Regions from separate parts of the Mus musculus genome. Here region 1 is linked to region 2. Evidence: chromatin contacts called from public Hi-C data. All regions are on one chromosome and are shown on one strand. Each heading gives the region's core, a stretch centred on a gene start, on an enhancer-like site or on the middle of the called end of the contact. The rest is flanking DNA. Distances are from core to core; before and after follow the strand shown.

Region 1 (4,993 bases), core at 1,473-3,972, 320 kb after region 2:
GTCATATTAGGCTAAAGATTCTATTTCCACTAAATGTACTTTTTGTTCCAACAATTGATATATACTGTACTGCATTCAGCTGACTCCTTTTCCATAGCCTCATATAACCAGTTAGTTTCTGGGTTTCCCTTGTCATTTAACTTATCAGTGTTTCTACAGTGTACTGGTCAAGTATGAATTTGGCAAGAGGTGGAGAAAGGAATGGACACTATAATTAAAGTACCTTCTACTGCATCACATTGTAGGGCCAACATGACTCATGGTGAGATTACCCTCAGATGCTAGAGTAAAGTAAGGTGATGTCCATCACACTTTGATAGAATAATTTAGTCCCCTCTGTAAGATAGTCTCCAGTTACACCCACTTTCACCTTATTTTCCACCTCTGAGAAGAAAATATCTAATAATGTGTTTAAATGAGTAAAAAGCATCATTACCGTTGTACTTGGGAATGTTTTGAGGCTACACAAACACTCAAGGAATTTTAGCTCAAGTCCAAATCCATAGATCACTATAGCAGTTACTTAGGTCTTTGTTACCAACCCCAAAGTCTCCCCATCAGAACATGCAGTCTAACAGCATCTAGAGACTTAGTAAGTTTACTCACAGGTCATGCTCACTAGGTAATAAAATCCTGAATGTCTTTATTCAAATCCCAGAAGGCATACTATATCAAAATAATTAATGAGTGATCTAGAATTATGTCCAACTATGTAAGTGAATATAATACACTCAGCAAGTCTCCATCAAACATGATGTTTTCTAAGTCCCTAGGGAACTCCAATCACCTATCTCTTCCAATATGTCTTGTCAAGTATGTGTTGGTCTGTCTGTAGCTTGTGACACTAGGCAACCTTCTAAATCCTACCTGATTTGTTTAGAGCAATCTGTTTCCATCCCAGTGATATGTTCTGAGCATCTAAACTCATAACCCATCTCTAACACATCGATGCCTCTGCCTTGTAAAGAAAGACTGTCATTTAACAGGTAATATGTGAAACAGTCATGTTCATTCTCACACAAATGAATATTTACTCCATTTGTCTCGTCTTGTAATCAATGTAAGTACTTATTATTCTCATTGGTATAAAACTAAATGAATTTAACTTAAATCAAGTTATGAAACTAAAACTGTCTTTTAAATTCAAATACCCATGCAAATAGGTTTAATTTTTTTTTAAAACACATCTATTTCTCTCTTTCTTCCTTTTTTTTTTTTGGGGGGGGGGGGGGGTTCGAGACAGGGTTTCTCTGTGTAGCCCTGGCTGTCCTGGAACTCACTTTGTAGACCAGGCTGGTCTTGAACTCAGAAACCCGCCTGCCTCTGCCTCCGCCTCCCAAGTGCTGGGATTAAAGGTGTGCGCCACCACTGCCTGGCTATCTACATCTCTCAAACATCCAAGAACATAAAGCAATCTTATACTCCTTCTTTCTTATCCACTTCAAGTTTCAGCACTTGATCACCTCTTTACAATAACGCTTTTCAAAAATAATAGTTTTCTGCTGAAGTCTACTTACTGCCTAAAACTTTATTTGATACTTTCCTTTTTAATATCCCTTGTGGTGTAAGGATGTGTAAGTCTGAGAAATTTTAGGCAATGGGATCCTTTAATTCTATTGTTTCAGGAAGAAGTGCACATACGAGGCACTGAGGAGTCATCAGAGCAAAGGACCCACTTGTGTTACATCAAGAAATGCCATCCCATTCAGACATCATCTCTGCTTTTACAGCAGCATGAGGCAGCAGACACATCAGCCCAGGGGCAATATTCTAACCTTGAATATTAAAGCAATTCTTCTTCATTAGGTAGTTCAGCATAAAAGTCACAAAAGTCTATACCATTCAGTCTGGATTGGAACAGCCTTCAACTTCTGAAAACAGATTAACACTGAAAAAGAAACATTTTACGAATGGGCAAGTCAAAATGACGAGCTATTGTGTTAAGCATTCACTCTAAGGGTTAACTCGTCTACTTCCTCTCTGAAGGGGCTAACCCCTGCACTGGTTTCTGTCTCCCTTTGACTAGACCAGGCAACTCAGAATTACATTAAAACTGACCTCGTAAAAGCAGCTATAAAAGAAAAGAAAGGATCACTTGCTGGTGAATGTCTACAACTGTGTTGTTTTGCCCTTTTAAGCTTAGTTTTCTTAGAGCCGCTTAGCCATAAAGCTATGGTGTGCCCTGCTCCAGAACTGTCATTGTCTTTTACAGTTTTAAGATCACAGGGATACCACAGAGTCTTAATAGAGGGCCCCTGAGGCACATTTAAATCTTTAAAAACAACAATTTTTCTTTTTTCCTTGAGTGTGGCTATTTGCACTACAAGGACAAACACATTGAACACTATTACAGTTCTTTAGAAGCAGATGAATGTAAACACTTACTGTTGTGGATTACCAAGAACGCAACCTTTCCTTTAGTGAGTGGAGGAAAAGGCAAAAGGAAAATGTGTGTGGAAACTCCCGCATCTTTCACAATAAACGTGTTTACCAAGCGTCTCTAATAGATGACACATTCAAATATGTGGAACAAATAGAAATTACAGGCTCCTTGTGTCTGCTGCAAAGGGACCAGCAAACTTGGTTATAATGATGGCACTAGAACCCTTAGTGAAAGATTGCATGCTAACTTTCTCATGGGCAGGGCCACTGGTATTCCCAGAGCAAAGCCATGAGCATCACGTGTCCTGATTCATGCTCAGCAGTGTTACAATGCATACCTCTGGTCACAGGGAAGAACGTGGAAATGATTCACTTGGAAACCCGCAAAACTAAAACAGGAAGAAAAAGACCTCCGGACTCATCTGAAACATGAGTCAGAATCATTATGCTCGCAGGGATGAACGGTCCGGTCAGCCTTTTTTTTTTCAGTATTTTATTTTCAGATAAAAACACATCACTGAGAAACAGAGCACAGATGCTCTTTCTCTACTTTTATGTTTAAATTTCCCACATAAAGATGAAGTAAAAGTCAGAGAATAAATACCTTAAGATTTCCAGATTACAATGAGATTACAATACCAATCAGATCACATGATACATAAGTTGAAGTTAGAAGTTGGTATTTATGTATATTATAAATGTCAACAATATCTTTGAGGACATTTGTTTACTCCCTGTTGAAAAGAAATTGTATTAAGGAGACAGGATTTATGAAATATTATGATAGAAACTGAATTTTCTTTTAAGAACACAGTTGGAAAAAAAAAAAGAACACAGTTGGGTGGCTAGCTCTGAAATTCTCTGTAGAAGCCTAAATACAACTCCAAAGCCTCAAACAAATGGACTAACGCACACTGGAAGAAAGTTTTCTGTGAAACCCAAGGACGCTGTTGCTCAGAATGAATGTGATTTGCTTAAATTAATGGAGATTTTTAGTTCGTCGAGTTCCACGAATTTCCAAAGGCTGTTTTTTCCTAAATCAAGTCAGAGATTGCTCCCCACGAGAAGGAGCTCAAGTCATGGAAAATCTTAGCCTTTAAGTCCACCCAGTTGGAGATTATCTGTGCCAACAAAAACTAATGCTCAAAAAAATGGTTTCTATCAAGTCAGAAAAACAATACACTTATATTCTAAATCTCTAAACAAACAAGTTTTCGACTCAAAACTAGCTAAATGGATTTTTTAAACTGTTAAAAAGCAGTTTATTTTATAGCCATGACCAGGGAAAGAAAAGCCTGCATTAAAAGCTACAACTAAAACAAACAAACTCCCTGTTTGGTTTTGGTAAGGTGGTGAGACTGCATGATGAAAATCTCAAGGAGATCCAATACACATGCCGACATGACACCTGCTCATCTGGGAGCTATCAGTGTAAAGGACACAAGTTCATAGGCCTGACAGTTGCTGGTCCCAGGGGTACATTCCTTTAATCCCAGCACTTGGGAGGCAGAGGCAGGTGGATGTCTGTAAGTTCAAAGCCAGACTGAGCTATCTAGTGATGCTTGGGCTCAAAAGGTGGGGAAAACCTGCTGACAGTTGAACCTGTAGGCTTCCCTCACGTGAGAGGCAAGCACATAAGTAGTCACAAGGAGCTGGCTTTTTTTTTTTTTTTTTTTTCCGAGACAGGGTTTCTCTGTATAGCCCTGGCTTTCCTGGAACTCACTTTGTAGACCAGGCTGGCCTCAAACTCAGAAATCCACCTGCCTCTGCCTCCCAAGTGCTGGGATTAAAGGCATGCACCACCATGCCCGGAGCTGGCTTTTAATGGTCATTGTAGACTCTACTACAAGTGGTTAAGTTCAAGTTATCAAAAGTAAAACATTATCTAATGATAATTCTAATCCTTAGCAAGGAGCCTTAAAGTTGTCTACGGTTTTCTAACATAAAGCCCAGAGATTTGCTTTGGGAATGGGCCTCTCCATGCCATCTGATTATCTCCTTTTCTTGTATGATCTGGTGCTTACTATGCTGGGAATCCAAGAGACTTTACAAGGAATATTGTGGTAGGATACATCAGAATTTATTCTGACCTACTTTCCCTAAGCAAACTTCGGGAAACTTCTCAACTCCAGTCAAAATATATTATTGGAGTCTGTTACTGTTTGAGGCACCTGGATCCAATGAGGCCAAAGAAGGTCATGGGTTCAGTCACCATGAATGCCAATTTGCTTTGCTTTGCCTCACAGCCATAATCTTTACCTCTAACACCTTAGCCAAAGGCCATGGGGAAGATGGACTAGGCCAGAGATCTGGGATGAGTCAGCAAAACTCCACTACCATGACTATGAAAATAATTCAAGACTAAACGCCCTCCTGACCAGTGTCAGGATTTCAGCCTTCAACTGTTTATAAATTTGCAGATCTGCAAAACAAATGCGTCGTTACTGCTTAAGAAGTTGGTGGGCTGAAATGCCATGCAAGCCTTTTAAAGTCTTTAATTCAAAAACAACAGTGGTAATAAGCATTATTCCCTGAAAGACCACTGCTTTTACTGGAACAGATTGTATTTTTATGCAATCTTTTACTTAATAAAAAACTTGCAAGTAAAGTT
Region 2 (5,133 bases), core at 1,970-4,469:
TAACCTAATCCAAAAGTCCCTCACAGAACATGTCCTTGTCTGTAGGGTGATTCTAGACACTGTCAAACTGACCATCAGTGTAAGCCAACACAAGCCAGGTGAGACAGCTCCTAAAGTCTGAGCAGAAATACCATCCTTTGCCCCATAATGAACACACTGGGAGGCTTGACCTCTATTAGTTAGGACTTGATTAGTGCTCAGTTCTCGGCACAAGCTCCTTTTCCCTTTTATTATCCTTGACAGAGAGGTTCCAAACACTGAATGCTGTTCTGACAAACAGAAAATGCCTGGGTGAGTATCCTTCAATTCTTCTGTTTTAACTGAGATCCACCCAACAACCCCAGCCTCTTCACCGACATCAGTGATATCTCCCTTGTCAAGCAAGGGAGTCTGCAATTAACACTCTGATTGTAGTATGTGGAACAATAATGACTAAAGCTACCACATGCTGCCATATACGGTGGCACATGCCTGCAATCCCAGCTCTTTGAAGGTAGTGACAGTAAGACTGTGGCCAGGCTGCCGTGGCTAGCCTAGTCTCAATTGATCATTGCAAGCCAGTTATCAAGTATAAAGTTACCACATGCTAATCCCTGGGACTAGTCTAGATCACCTTATTTGGAAAAGTGTCTTTTCAGATAAAACTAAGTTGAGGAATTTTGGTACTGGAGAGATCCTTCTGGATTACCTGTAAATGTCATCACAGGTATCATTGTCAAAGGGGTACAATGGGAAAACTGACAGTAACCAGACCTTGGTAGAAGCAAGAGGTACATCTTTTGTAGAGCTGACACACCTTGTTTCTGTTCGGTGAAACGGACTGTGGATTTCTGACTTCCAGAAACAGGTGAGCATATATTTGTGTTGGTGTTTACCATAGAGTTAGTGATAATTTGTTTAACCTGCTAGTGGAAAACTTGGACACTGGGAATGTCTGAAGATTCTGTTCTCTATGGCCTACATTATTTACCCTTGCCTGTAAGGAAGAGAGGAATTAAAGGAAGAGGGGAGGGGGGAAACCAGAAACATATGTCTAGGGAGAGGTGGAAGATAGGAGGGGAAGAACATGAAAGAAAGAAGCTGACAAAGGAGAAAGGCTCAGGAGTGCTGGCCACAGTTCAGGCATGTGGCCTCTATTTACATTTGGAATTTCTTTTATGAGCAACAGGTTTGAAACTGGGTGCCTTCCCTATGGGGAGAAGAACATCTATACTGCCCTCTCCACGGGGCACCAGACAGCCTAGGGATGCTGTGTCTGAGATACCTCCAAGTGTCACTGTAGCTTCTTATGACTTTTCTCATGACTACCAATGACTTCCTTTCTGAAAATACAGTGACACCCTCATCATCAGACTCACAGGGACACTTACCAATGTTGAACACTCTTTAAGAGCCTGCTTATGAAACCTGCTTCCTCTACACAATGGTCCATGCATGACCTCTGCTATTTCCATAATCTGAAAGACATATTCCACTCACAGGAAGTATGTCTATTCTGTTTTTCAGAAAACAGCCAGTGAATCTGGTAAATATTTTACAACGCACAAGACACCTCCTTTCCACAAAGAATTATGATGTGGTTTTGTTTTGTTTTTCCCCCTTCCAGCAATCTGCACAGAGCTGGGTTGTGATTGTCCTTGCAGACGCTGACTGCCCACCGTTATGAGGCCTGTAACGTGAACAGTCTCATATTCTTCATACCATACCTATTTATCATATTCTACAATGGTGATTGATATCATGAATTACATCCCTGAGGCATGTGAGGTCTAAATCATAAAATATAGATTAATAAGATTCATTGTCTTGCTACCTGACAGAATTGACTCATACATTTCGGGACGATTTTCAGTGAAAGGAGTTGAAGCCAGAATGCATTTCTCATCATCCTAATTTAAACACAAAATGCAATTAACTGCAGCCCCTCAAGTCCCAAATATTCAAAGCATCTGGAGATTTATTTTATCATTAGAAGAGTTACTGCTCTGCCCTGTGAATACACCTGAAGGGGCCAGCTTTTTGTTATTTATTTCCCAATATGTGGAAAGTCAGTATAAAAATCAGCTTATTTTTAATTGACTATATGTTACTGCCTTACAGTTGCCCAAAGGGAAGACTGCATTCATGGGCTGTTTATATTTTTCACAGTGTTTATTTACCCCAGTGTAACTGAAAGGGAAGTTCACTTAACCTTTCCATCTTCAGCCGTGGGAAAATTGTACCATGAATCATGTGTGGAGAGTCTAGATATGGGTATGTGACTGTATCTTATGATTTCATGTTGAATGTTTGCTTTCGCAGACATAAAATTCAAAGGGACATTCTTGGTCTTCCCATTATGTTAAAACAATAGATGTAAGCCATATTATACAATTAATAATCACAGACTCCAAGGCACAGAGACACACTGTAGCCACTCTTATTTTAAAATACATAACATTCCAGTAAATATGTCTTTGCATTTTCAACATTGGAAAATGTATATTTCATTTGTACCCCCATGGTACTTTGGCACAATATTACTATACACAATGGCTTTGGAAGCTAGACCGTTCATTGTCCATTAACTCAGGTTTACTTGAGAAAAGCATTCATTTCTATTCCCTGGCTGTGAGAATCCTTTGAGTGTGGTGCAGACAAGCCATAGGATTCACTCATAATGAGGTGGTGACGTTGATAAGTATGCCACCTGGGGTGTCACCCATCCAGTCACAGTAACTGGCATCGACTCTGTCACAAGTTCCCATTGTGAGGATCTTAATTGGGCCAGCATAATGACAAGAACTAAAGGCCTAGATGCCACAGAAAGCCTTAAGTCAGCCTAAGAAAGGGAGGCTGTTGACTGGCCTGCGTTACCAGGCTCCATCTCACCGTCCAGAGTGAAGCGCAGGCTGCTCTTGGCTAACAAGGTGCTTAATATTCTCCTAGCACTTTTTAAAACTCTTTAACTTCATTGTCATTTCAAGAAAGCTCTGCCCCTGCTGGGAAAAATAATTTCTCTTCACCCAGGGCCTTTTTTCTTAGATTAATATTAATATCCCATGAGCATATTAGCTATGGAGGGAAGAATCTAGTGGCAAAATGAAATCCACCCCACTCCACTCACATATGACGTAGGCCATGTGAAAGAAAATTCCCCATTCCCAGGGCCCCTCGGCTTCCTCCATAACCTCTCTCATTCCCTTGTCTGAATCATCAGCTATTAATCCAGGTGCCAGCCCCTTGTTTGTGTGAAAGAAAAGTGGTGACATCACCCCTCTGTGTCATCCAAGTGGCATGGTGTGGACAGCAGCTCTTTGGGTTGTCCTCTAAATGCTGCTTAATTCACTCCCACAAGAGAAGGAATTCCCAGTCAATGATTGCTTATGATGACCCTTTTTTACCTGTTCCCTTCCTTAGCTAGAACTCACACACACAAGGCACACAACACTCTTCCCTTAACAAAATAGTCCAGTCCAAGATATTTTTCAAGTGAGTTTGCATAGGCATCTGAATGAGTACAAATATGGACTTGGAGGTCATAGTCTGCATTTACATTTGGGCTATGTCTATAATATGTGATCTTGCCAAACCCCTCTCCCTCTGTTTCCTCATGTAAAATATACCTTCAAATGAAAAGGTCACATGCCAATCCCATTGGGTTCTAGTGAGCACACAACAGCAACATGGCATTTGTATCTTACCTTTCCTCACACAAATAACAATCTGAAGACACATTTGTAACAGTTGATATATTAACAGGCACCCAGTAAATATTCCACATATCAAGGCAATCTGAAAGAATGAGTATAGTAATTCAAGACTTGGGTTCAGCTTGCCACTGAATTCTGTATAAGTGGAGACAGAATCTAGTTCATGGGATAAGTTTGTCAGACCCAGATAGTTAAGAAACGTTTATGGAAAATCACCACGTCCATGAGCTTTATGTATCACTGTACATAAGTCAGATAACTCTGAAGGTAGTCACAGGATGATTATGGAGTTCAAATAATATGAAATGCAGAAGTGCTAATTAAATTGTTCCAAGTCACAGGGCTTTTAAATTTAGAGATATAATTCTAATCCAACACAATTTCAAAGCAAACTACACCATGTAAAGAGCAGGAGGAAGGTGGATTATGCCAATAAAGTGGATTTCCAAAAGGTCAATATTGACTAGGGCACTGAAAACAAGATTTATAATTCAGAGGTGGTTTAGCTTCTCAGATTTAGCTTTGTAGCAGAGATTCAAACAATTCCCTGTCTGTTTTCAGACAAGTGATGAATGCCATTGCTGAATATCTCAACAGCCAACCCGGACTATTAGAGACGAAGAATGACCAGAAGACCATGAAACTCGACTTTCTAGCTAGCATCTGTAAGGCAGCCTTGCAAGCCCTGTGCCATATTGGCAATTAGTGGCAGGAAACAACCAGAAGTCAGGACCTAACAAGACGCTTACATCATGCAAGATGGCCCATGGGAACATTCTAGGTTGAGATTCATGTAGATGTAGGTAGATTCCAGTTCATAGTGAATTCGCCATTTCTTACTTTAATATCAAAGTTCAAAAAGATTGTCAAGAGCAATTCTAAAAATTCTCAGCACAGACAAGGTATCCGGTCATTTCTCTAGAAGAAAGGCTGGTAGAGTTTATATTTAGGAGCTTCCATTTTTAAAGTTTAACAAAATTTCTGATATAGTTGCATCTTATCATGGGAGAACAGAAGTTAAATACAGTCCTAGTGAGAAAGCAGCCTTTTAAAGAGAAAGTGATGTCCTACTTTATGCTCTTTTAAAGTAGTTAACGAGACTCTTTCTTTCAGATTGCTCCTCTCTGCATGTGACAGCCTTGATTATAGTGTTGGGCTTCTGGCTGCCTGATAGATCACTGATACTCTGTCCTGTATGTGGTACATTAGATGACTTCAGAACACAGCTTGCTGGGATTATGTCCTTCTATGGAAGCAGAAGAGACACAGGTTTCTGATTCCAATGACTTGCTCCTTCATAACCACGGTATGCACTACACACTCCCTGTTACATTCTTACCACTGAAGTCCAAAGGCATATAAGTTCTTATAAGCCATGACACGGTCTTTTGTCAGGCCAACAAGAAACAAGTTGCAAGAAGGCATCCTTCTTAAAAAAAAT

What was found. Hi-C and Micro-C count contacts between places; a contact is called where the count stands out from the background.
Region 1: a Hi-C map of muscle stem cells shows a contact between it and region 2, with 2.8 times the contacts expected there. The contact joins two enhancer-like sites. A contact is called at or near these places in 3 of 15 datasets of contacts at CTCF or cohesin (the NIH/3T3 cell line, large pre-B cells and pro-B cells), 20 of 484 Hi-C or Micro-C datasets (the C2C12 cell line, the G1E-ER4 cell line, the MC3T3-E1 cell line and 10 more), 2 of 115 datasets of contacts at active chromatin or transcription factors (the NIH/3T3 cell line and embryonic stem cells) and 1 of 9 other capture datasets (embryonic stem cells).

The regions. Positions count from the first base shown.
Region 1 is chr12:91,303,234-91,308,226 of GRCm38.p6, forward strand. The region is part of intron 10 of Cep128 (centrosomal protein 128); the gene reads right to left. Among named protein-coding and RNA genes, the nearest start is that of Cep128, 79 kb to the right of the region's middle. Within about 2 kb of position 2,723, at least 52 of the 459 cell types and tissues checked have an H3K27ac peak or open chromatin away from gene starts, as enhancers often do. A contact at or near this core is called in muscle stem cells, where this site is marked.
Region 2 is chr12:90,984,757-90,989,889 of GRCm38.p6, forward strand. No RefSeq gene overlaps it. Among named protein-coding and RNA genes, the nearest start is that of 5430427M07Rik, 59 kb to the right of the region's middle. Within about 2 kb of position 3,220, at least 9 of the 459 cell types and tissues checked have an H3K27ac peak or open chromatin away from gene starts, as enhancers often do. A contact at or near this core is called in muscle stem cells, where this site is marked.